Regions from separate parts of the Mus musculus genome. Here region 2 is linked to region 1. Evidence: chromatin contacts called from public promoter capture Hi-C data. All regions are on one chromosome and are shown on one strand. The core of a region is the stretch at or near the end of the contact, and the rest is flanking DNA. Distances in the headings are between cores, read along the strand shown.

Region 1 (5,012 bases), core at 1,750-4,249:
TAGTCATAACAGCAGGTAGTCCATTTGAAACAAAGGTAGGGTGACAAGATGGTTATGGCTGCTTTCTGAAGCAGAGACATCATTGTCATCTCGTGGAACGGGCAGTTTAGAATCATTTGAAGTTATAGTCACAGGTGGAGCATAGCCCAATCCTTGAAAAACAGATTTAGTCGTAAACAGGAATGAGCCTGGTCTGTCTTTACTAGAAGATAGACTTCAAGCCCAAGATGGAGGCCGGCTGGTTCACCACAAGCTTGAGTTAGCAGAATGGAGATGTACTAAGAAGTGAAAGACCTCCGTAGTAGAGCAGGCACTGTGTACCAAGCCCTGGGTTTGTTCTCTGGGATGGAACTCCCCAGCCCCAAGTTGACAACACAATTTCTGAGTCACTCTTCCACAGTGTTCCTACTGTTCACGTAAGAGTGAATGAAATACGTGTCCGTGTATGAATTTATAAATAGAAATTGTATAGTTTATATGACTTCACGTGCCTCAAGTGCCATTGTGTTCCCATTTGAGCTGGCATTGCATGATATGAAGACGAAGAGTAAAATTCATGGAAATACTCCAAAAATTTTACTGTGTGGAGAAAGAACTATGTTTCTTTACAAATGAAACATGGTAACTAAAAAGATCTTAGAAGGGGAAGACCTCACATTTTTATCCATTCAATAGCACTTTATTCACATCCCTAACACACTTGTCATTTATAGATTACGGTTTTACATTAGTAGTGCAAATCTGTAAATTGGCCCTCGCTGAGTGGTGCTACTTAGCTGTGCGTGGTCAGGAAAGCCTCTTTGGGGAAACGGCACTTAAGCTGATATTGAGATGTTCAAAAAAACCGAGGCCATGAAAAGACTTGGGAAACAGCATTCCAGGTAAAGGGAATAGCTACTCTAAAGACCCCCAGAAAGCAAACAAATATATGGTATTTCAGAACCAGAAGACCCCATCCCCAAAAAGCAGTAGTTAAGGAGCAGAGTCACTAAAGATGAGTCCGGAGTGTGAAGGGCCTAAGTCTAGAAGAATTTAGGCTCTTTGTGGTAGGTCACCATTGGAAAGTTTCAGGTCACGGAATGAGAGGAATGGCTGTTAGCATGGAGGTAAGAGGGGACTCTGGGAGCCCACCCTGGGCTTTTGTAACCGTAGAATTTACCCTTCTCTGTAGCAATTGTTATAGGCCTATTGGAATTTCTAATGTACTTGCAGACTTTCAAATCCCAGAACTAAATAGCTAATCCTTTGTATTCGTGGCATTGGTTTATTCTCTGTATCACTGGTGTCTAGCACTGTTTGCACCCTGCAGCCATTTCCTAAGCATTCAGTAAATAAATGTTCTCAACAGGATCTAAACCCTTGCATGGTAAAAGCTCCGACTTTGGGATTTTCTTTTTTAATGTAAGGTTATTAATTAGAGGAGTTACAGGGAAATATTACTTATAAAGAAATCTCAAAAAATATTATTCAAAATTAAGCATTGATTTTAGAACATTCAGCATTTAGAATTTGAAGTTATGCATGGCCTTTGCCTGAATATGAACCCAAAGCCCTAGCTATTATTGATGCTATTTGGCCAGACGTTTCAATCTGGTGGCTTGAGACTAGAGATGGTCAGACACAGTTTGAGGTTGTTTTTGCATGGTGTGTAAATATTATGCAGAATTAGTTGTTAATCTTTAAAACTAAGGCGTTTTTCACATAAGGATTTGATTTTTCTTTTTCACTTGAGGAACAACAAACATACAACCAAACCAAAAATGTGGCCACACAGGATCTGGGTGCCAGTAGATCTAGTCCAGGCAGAATGGGGACAGCTACTTCCTTAGGAAGGGGCCCGCCTTCTCGGTTTTATTTTATATATTCTCGACTTTGCTTCCTCCACTTCCTTAAGCTACCTGCCCAGTTCTTGAAGCACATGATTTGTGACAGCTCTTTTTTGAGACACATAGGTACTGTTGCTATCTAAAGTGAAGACTTTGAGAAGGTAATATATGTTGCTTTGTTGCTGTAGGTTGATCTCTTGTTCTTGTCCTTTATCGCAGAAACGAGGTGGTCAGACCAGATCCATCCACGCCTGGACCTGTCAAGTTAGGACAAAATGTGGCTCCATTATGTTGGTGGAGAAATATCGAGGCTAGGGAAGGCTCTCCAGGGAGAGGCCGGAGGACAGCTTTGTTACCAGTTTGTCACACAAAGGGACATTATAAAGTTTTTTTTTACCTTCCACCTATGTTGTCTGTAACGATTTAAAGGTAAGAAACAAAGTACATAGGACTGCCTCTAAGAATAAATACCATAGGCCATCTACCCATGGGTATACAAGGTTCAAACTTCTTTCTGAACCCAATATACACTGTGTTCTAGGACACTCTCTGAGCAGGGCGATCAGGTGTGTGATTTTAGTTTTTATCTGCTTGGGCCAGTGCTTTTATTTAGATAGCGACATTTAATCTATTATACTGTTTTGTATGAACCCACATGTTTATTTACTGAAATGTACGGAACAGTCCACAAAAGATACTCTGTGGCAAAGCTAACAAAGGCTGTTTCCACAGAGCTATCTAAAGGCATGTGGAAGGACAATGATGACGTGCAGAACACACAATGGGACACTGTTGACAGAATCTCGGGATCCCGGAGGAGCTTTTGAAAGGCCAGCAGGGAAAGAAAATCCGTTTGCAAGGATTTACCACGCTGCACGCCTCCATGGAAAGCAGTTGTGGAAATGCTTGGCAGTACCAGGGCCCGGAGCACTTTGCATGTGCATAGGACCGAACAGTAATGCACTGAAGAGGCAGAGGGGTGGAAAATCGTTCCACGTCCCAAGAGATCGGGCAGAGGACAGGGCCAGGTTTGGGAAAGGGGTCAAGGTCCGTGCCACAGAGGGGGCAGGTGGCTGCGGGGACGCGCCTCCGGTGGATGGGAGGGGGAGGGGGGGTCGGCTCGCCTCCGCGCGGTGCCGCGCCCGCCTGGCCGTGCCGCCGGGGCGGGGCGCACCGGACCGGCCACGGCTGACGCAGGGCAGCGCGGAGCCTGGCGAGTGGGGGCAAGGGGCGGCGCCGCCCTGAGTCACCGCCCCCTCCCGCGCCTCCGCGCCGCCACCTTTCCATTCAGTCGCCCAACATGGCTGGAGCACGGCGCTGAGCCCTCGCCACCGTCACCGTCACCGCCGCCGCCGCCGTCACCACCGCCGCCGCCTGCCCGGAGCGCTCGGCACGGAGCTGAGCCCCGGGCGGCCGCAGGCATGTTGGGCGCTGCGGACGAGAGCTCGGTGCGCGTGGCTGTCAGGTGAGCTGCGGGTGGACAGGAAGGAAAGCTGAAGCCAGCAAGCGGACGAGCGGGCGGGCGGACTCTCCTGCTGCCCGCTCCGGGGCCGGTGCGTCGCATCGCTGCTTCTCGGGGGAACAGCAGTGGCTGCCCCGCACCCCCACACCCCGGAGGATCGGGCGCCGCTCGCTGCACGCACGGACGCCTCGCGTTTGGCCTCCGGGTGAGCGTCGCCCGGTGTCCCCGGGAGTCGCCGCTGCCGCCCTGCAGGTGGGCCCGAGGTGTCTGTCCCCACCCCCCACTCCCTCCTCTCCAGCCCAGCCCCTGCCGCGCCGGCTGGGTTCGGAGCCGCAGACAAAGCGTCGCGGTGACAAGCGCGCCGCCCGCGCCCACTCGGGTCCCCGCGATGGCGTGCGTCGCGACACCTGGCCTCGCAGGTGTGCTGGTAGGGAGTGTGTTGCGGGACATAGGCACCCGCGGGAGGTCTGGAGAAGGCAGGCAACGTCAGCCAGCCGGAGGGTTAGATGGGCGACTGGGAGAAACAACCTGAGGTTAGTTAAGCACCTTGGATGTTGACAGTGACATCACATACGCCTGGGGTTGAGTTTTGAAATGCTGGCTGTGTCACCTTGTTGTGGTTAGTGACGGTGACATGGACATTCGGTGTAGTTTGGCTGTTTTGATGCATCGCAAGAACTCCGACAGTTGCTCTTGGAAAACTGCAGCATCATCACACTGAAAAATTAATGAAGCATTCCTCTTAGACCAAGTGCATGGCTTCCATTGCTCTGATAGTATACTGTTAACTCAGTTACAATATAAAGATTATAAAGAGAGCCTGTCTTCAGAGAAAGCCAGAATTCGTAAACATCTGTCAGCGCCTTAGTCGAAAAATTGAAAGTTACATAATGTAAGCGTTCCTATGGTTATTTTAGTGACAAATCTTGATTAAGCCCAGAAGTGGCAGTTTTGCATGTCCTGGGTCTTTAATTGTCTTAAAGCTGGGCAGTGGTGGCACATGCCCTAATCCCAGCACTTGGGAGGCAGTGGCAGGCGGATTTCTGAGTTCAAGACCAGTCTGGTCTACAGAGTGAGTTCCAGGACAGCCAGGGCTACACAGAGAAACCCTGTCTCGAAAAACAAAACAAAACAAAACAAAACAAAACAAAAAAAGAATAAAAAGAAATGGGAAGGTATTTTGATTCCTTTATTCTGCAGATAATGGAATTACCATAGAATGGAGGTGACGGTTTTATTAGGTCTGGCCCTTAATGGCCTTCCTGTCTTTGCCTTCCACGTCCCTGGTCCTGATGCACACATGATTCATATTTTAAGGCCAAACGAAAGCTAGTAGGATGAATAGGAAGAACAGTCTCATCTAGTAATGGAAGATATAGTCCAGGAATAACAGAAAAGGGGAATAAAAAATTTCAAATGTTTTACAACGGAAGTGTGTAAAGAGTCGTAAAACCGTCACATGTTTTAGATCAGGTAAAAAGCTTATTCCTCATAATCTGTGACTTTAAAGCTGTTTTTTTTTTTTTTTTTTTTTTTTTTTTTTTTTTTTTTATGTCTTTCTTACTGACGGGGACAGGAAGATTATTAAGTCAACCTTCCAAAATTAAACTGATAGCATAGACGGAAAGAGAGTTACAACCCAGAAAGCTTACATGTGCAGCCCTGGTTCTTACCCCCGTGCCTGTGCAGGTGAGAGACAGGGCTATGCCTTACCTCGTTTTACT
Region 2 (5,057 bases), core at 926-3,425, 230 kb before region 1:
CCTCTGGTTTCTACTACACTATCAATACTGAATCCTTACCAGGTCTCTCCTCTCAGATATCTTGTTGTTGCCCTCTGTCATGGTGATCCTGAAGCTTTGGATATGTCTGTCTGTCTGTCAGTTGCTCTAGCAGTTCATAGACAGGGTAGATATTGGAATAGGTTAACTCAAAAAGCTGAATCTGGACCCAGGTGGAAGCTAAGTTGGTCAGCCAGCCACTCATTCCTGTGCCCGCATCACCAGGGCCAGCTCTCCTTTTTTTTTTTTTGCTGAGGTGAGAGATGGGGCCAACTCTCCCTCTCTAAGTCCCTGATGGCCACTTCTCACAGATCAATAATGAAAAGGAGCAAGGAGGGCAAAGAAAGATACAAACTGTACAGTTTGAAGAGAAAGAGAACACCAGGAAATGTAGCCAAGTCTTGTGCTCAAGGAGATGAGACATATAATGAAAAGCCTGTTGCCCAGTGGAAGGATAGGAATGATACTCTCCTGACAACAATCTGTGAAAGGAAAACACTAAGGGATTTCCTTGGCCCAAAAAACAACAGGAAGTTTATGGAAATGTAATTCTAGGAAAGAGCCAGGTTCCAGCCCCAACAAACAGCAGAGCTTGTCAGCTCTGGTCACGTGGTTCTGGATTTAGAGTCAAGAATGACACATGAAAAGGGTTGTAGAATATCCCTCTACAGTTAGGGAAAGCTGCTGAGGCCTACAACAAGGCAGGGGTATCCCAGAATGAGGTTGTGATGGTAAAGCCAGGGTTATGTTGGAGACACCAAGACACTGGAGATGCCAGGCCCTTGAGATACCTGCTAAGGAGTATTTCAGACAGGGTGTGGACCAGCCCAAAAGGAGGAAAGCTAAGTAGCAGGCAACAAAGCTGGAAGGAGTTGGATCTCTGAAGAGAGATTTGTCCTTGGACATAGAAATACAGAACTCTGGGGTTTGCCCTTCTGGATTTTGCTGTTGTTTTGGACCCGTGTTCCCTCACTATGCTTTCTTTCCACCCTTTTGGAGTGGTGATGTATATTCTGTGCCATTGTACATTGGAAATTACTTGCTCTTTTGATTTTGATTCTATAGGAAGTATAGTTTAAAGATTGCCATGGGTCTCAGAACAGACTTTGAACTTTTAAACAGTAATGGCACTAAAAGGCTATGAAGAATTTTTGGCATTGGACTGAATGTATTTTGTATTTGGGTGTGAATGAGAATGGCCCCCATACAGTAATATTCTTGAATGCTCAGTACCCAGTTAGTATAACTGTTGGGGAGGACTAGGAGGTGTGGCCTCATTGAATGAGGTGTGGCCTTGTTGGAGGAGGTGTGTCACTGGCAATAGGCTTTGATGTTTTCAAGCCCTTGCCAGGCAGTGTCTGTCTGTATCTGTGTCTCTCTATCTCTGTCTGTCTGTCTGTCTGTCTGTTTCTGTCTCTCACTCTTTCCATCTGTCTCTCTGTCTCTCTGTCTCTCTCTCTCTGTGTCTCTCTGTCTCTGTCTGTCTGTCTGTCTGTCTGTCTCTCTCTCTCTCTCTCTCAGTTGTGGCAGTTGGGTAAGAAACAATGCATGACCCATCCACTCGAATTATACTGAACTCCAATGGTGTGGATTTACATGTATACTCTACAGTTTATTCTCATTTTAATATGACTATTTGCATATGTATGTTCAGGACATAAGATTTGAATTTTCTAAAAACAAATAAAAACATATGTTCACCTTTTTTCCCTTAGGACGTTGAAGAATTTCCAAAGTCATCCACTATAATTACATTAATGTCTACAGCTATGTCCTAAACACTGAACTGATTTCTGTTTTTCAGGTGTGATAATGAAACCAAGTTCAAAGCTGAAGGTGCTCACTGGGCTTACAGTTTCTGCCCTACCCCCTACTCCTGGACAGCACTCGTGGGCCTGGTGTTGTACCTTGTTTTCTTTGCACCTGGTAAGCAAGGCTTTGTCACTTCTTTGCATTGCATTGTCCCCTTGTCACCTCTTTGCATTTGCATTGTCCCCTCTTGGAAGAGTCAGGCTACTGTGTTTCATCCCATAGGTGATTTTTTTTTTTACTGTAGCTTTCATTATTTACTTCTCAGGAATGGGACCAATGCCCTGGACCGTGAACTCTGAAATCTATCCTCTCTGGGCAAGAAGTACAGGAAATGCGTGCTCAGCTGGAATAAACTGGATTTTCAACGTGCTGGTTTCTTTGACCTTTTTACACACAGCAGAGTATCTTACATACTATGGTAAGAGCATGGTTTTTTTCAGTGCCCTTTCACTGTTATTTCTAGTACTCTATCCTTAGATACCCTGGATTTGTGAGAGCAGTTACATGCTTATGTTTTGTCTGTACATAGTAGCTCTGTACATATTTCACCACTACAAGAGTTCTGGACAATGTGTCTGGGAGAGCTCTCTTTTCCTAAGCTTCTTGTCTCCAAGTGCTTATGAGTGCCCCCCAACCCCACAATTCTTCTATCCCTGAGCATCCCCATGCCTGCCAGGATAGAAATCCTTACAGCACAGCTTCCCGTTTAACAAGGAAGCAAACAGAAAATGATAAGGCACCGGAAACAGGGCTGATGAGATGCCCCTTGGGAAGGCTGGAGCCCCACACCTAAGCAGAGTGTAAGCCTGAGAATAGCTCACCCATGTAGGACACTGTGCCATTCACCGAGTCATCTATCCAGCCAGGACATGCATTCTGGCACCATGGGGCCCAGCACTTAACCACTTTCAGACCCAGAAACAAAAGCCTTGAAATAAAACTGTGTAGAGACTGCAGCTTTAGAGAAACACTGGTGGGTAATGGCACAGTACAGAAGTTCTTTGCAAATCGATTTCAAACCTGTGTTTACTAAAGTCTAAAGATCTTGTTCTGTCCCTTCCCAGCCCTCCACCCATCACACACATAGTTGCCTTGTCTACATGATTTTATCAGTTGTGATGATATTAAGTTGGGATAATTTTTTATATGTTTTATTAGGTATTTTCCTCATTTACATTTCCAATGCTATCCCAAAAGCCCCCCATACCCTCCCCCCCCACTCCCCTACCCACCCACTCCCACTTTTTGGCCCTGGCATTCCCCTGTACTGGGGCATATAAAGTTTGCAAGTCCAATGGGCCTCTCTTTCCAGTGATGTCCGACTAGGCCATCTTTTGACACATATGCAGCTAGAGTCAAGAGCTCTGGGGTACTGGTTAGTTCATAATGTTGTTGCACCTATAGGATTTTTTAAAGATGGAATGTAAAGTCACTGTACTCATATCTCCATGTGATGTATGTAAAATATTATCTGTCTAGTCCCTTCTAATGCATCCCCAGCAGGCCTCCTATCGCATGCTCTGGGCATACCCCTACCTTTACCATATATACCAGAGGGCCCAAGAAGCCAGGCTTGTGCTTCATCCAACACTGTGTTCCTGGCTCTTGCCAGGGGACTAGAAGGGCAAGCATCATGTTCACCTGTGTAAGAATGACACCTGTGAAGAATGGTACAAACCTCTTTCCTCTGTCTTCAGGACCTTCTGCTACAGTATTGCTGTAGTTAGTACTCTGACGCCAATGGTTCGTTATCTTCTCTCCTACTTGGAACATCTAGAACAACAGTTCTTAACCTGTGGGTCACGACCATCAGTAAACACGTATTCTCGGTGGTCTTAAGGAATGCCTAACCATAAATGTACTTTTGTTGCTACTTCATGACTTGTAATTTTGTGGCTGTGTTGTTTTAGTTACTAAGATCATCATAAATATGTGTTTTCCAATAGTCATGGTACACAGGTTGAGAACCGCTGATCTAGAAACATTTGTTTTCTTGGGAAGGAAATGGTAAGCTGGTGGTATGTTTAGAGAATCCGGCTCTATACCTTTTAACAGCTAAAACTGTTTCACTGAGCTCACAGACTTGTTTTCATGGCATAATGACAGGCACTCCTTGTCACCGATGATTCTTGACAATGCTTACATACATGAAGCATTCTCGGTATAGGCTGACAGTCCAAGAAACATTTTTTATAGCGACCTGCATAACAAAAACCCATGCATTAAAACTTTCACTAGCAAAATGCTCTTCGTTGATGAGGTGAGGTAGGAAGCATCAGAGGGCACCAGACCGCTCTTCTCAGTAGTTTTGCATGTCGTGCCCTTACGTGTACCACATGGGTTTAAAGAAATGTGAGAGCAAATTTGACCTCTTAAAAAAAAGTGTGGGCAGCGGACTGTGTGGTTTAGATAGGGCCTGAGTTGGCTTTTGTCAGGAGTGCTCAGGGAGGAAGAAGCCATGCTTCCCTCCAGTCAATACCCTGGCCCCTTAGTTCTACTAACAGTGGGGTCATGTGGCCAGTCTGGTTAGACTTTGGGGCTCATGTTTTAATTTGTAGGCTAATGATTTATGAAAGTGTAGTTTTATATGCCTGATTAGTAAATATGCATCCTGATGCTATATTTCCATGAAAATACCCATATCCTCTTTCCTCCATTTTTTTTCAATTGTGTTTTTTTTTGTTTGTTTGTTTGTTTGTTAGTTTTTTGTTTTATAAGATCTCAAGTTTTGAATCCTTCCTAAGCATCAGGACTTAGACTTGCATTGTAAGGTTGTTCAATGGCACTCATTACTAAGAATAATAAGGGTAAAACCAGCACAAAACCTGTGCATAGCATGTGCAGCTAAATGAATCCCATAGAGAGCCGTATACTAAAGTTATCCATTATTGGAGTATTGAAACTGAAATGTAGAGAAAGGTGGCTTTCTGAGTTCGGGGCCAGGCTGGTCTACAAAGTGAGTTCCAGGACAGCCAGGGCTATACAGAGAAACCCTGTCTCGAAAAACAAAAACGAAAGAAAGAGAGAGAGAGAGAGGGAGGGAGGGAGGGAGGGAGGGAGGGAGGGAGGGAGGGAGGAAGGAAGGAAGGAAGGAAGGAAGGAAGGAAGGAAGGAAGGAAGGAAGGAAGGAAGGAAGAAGCTGAAACGTGCTCATTGACTGTTCTAGTGTATTTCCCAGATACTGGTTTTAATCTTGAATTTAAGAGAGGATTCCCATAAGATTTCTC

Evidence for each region. Promoter capture Hi-C pulls out the DNA fragments that hold promoters and counts their contacts.
Region 2: a promoter capture Hi-C map of liver shows a contact between it and region 1. The contact joins the enhancer-like site here to the promoter of Kif21a in region 1. A contact is called at or near these places in 3 of 39 promoter capture datasets (the 3T3-L1 cell line, 3T3-L1-derived adipocytes and liver), 3 of 484 Hi-C or Micro-C datasets (bone marrow-derived macrophages, liver and nephron progenitors) and 2 of 115 datasets of contacts at active chromatin or transcription factors (both in embryonic stem cells).

The regions. Positions count from the first base shown.
Region 1 is chr15:91,047,938-91,052,949 of GRCm38.p6, reverse strand. Kif21a (kinesin family member 21A) reads left to right here and starts at 2,999. Exons shown (of 37, transcript NM_001109040.2): 1 at 2,999-3,291. The coding sequence starts at 3,248. Gm52215 reads right to left here. Exons shown (of 2, transcript XM_030248879.1): 1 at 5,002-5,012; 2 at 3,049-4,005. The coding sequence starts at 3,738. The coding sequence ends at 3,073. Gm36710 (a long non-coding RNA gene) reads left to right here and starts at 1,897. Exons shown (of 2, transcript XR_384343.1): 1 at 1,897-1,952; 2 at 2,046-2,227.
Region 2 is chr15:91,273,254-91,278,310 of GRCm38.p6, reverse strand. It overlaps Slc2a13 (solute carrier family 2 (facilitated glucose transporter), member 13), which reads left to right. Exons shown (of 10, transcript NM_001033633.3): 8 at 1,823-1,944; 9 at 2,096-2,248. Among named protein-coding and RNA genes, the nearest start is that of CN725425, 76 kb to the right of the region's middle. Within about 2 kb of position 2,175, at least 5 of the 459 cell types and tissues checked have an H3K27ac peak or open chromatin away from gene starts, as enhancers often do. A contact at or near this core is called in liver, where this site is marked.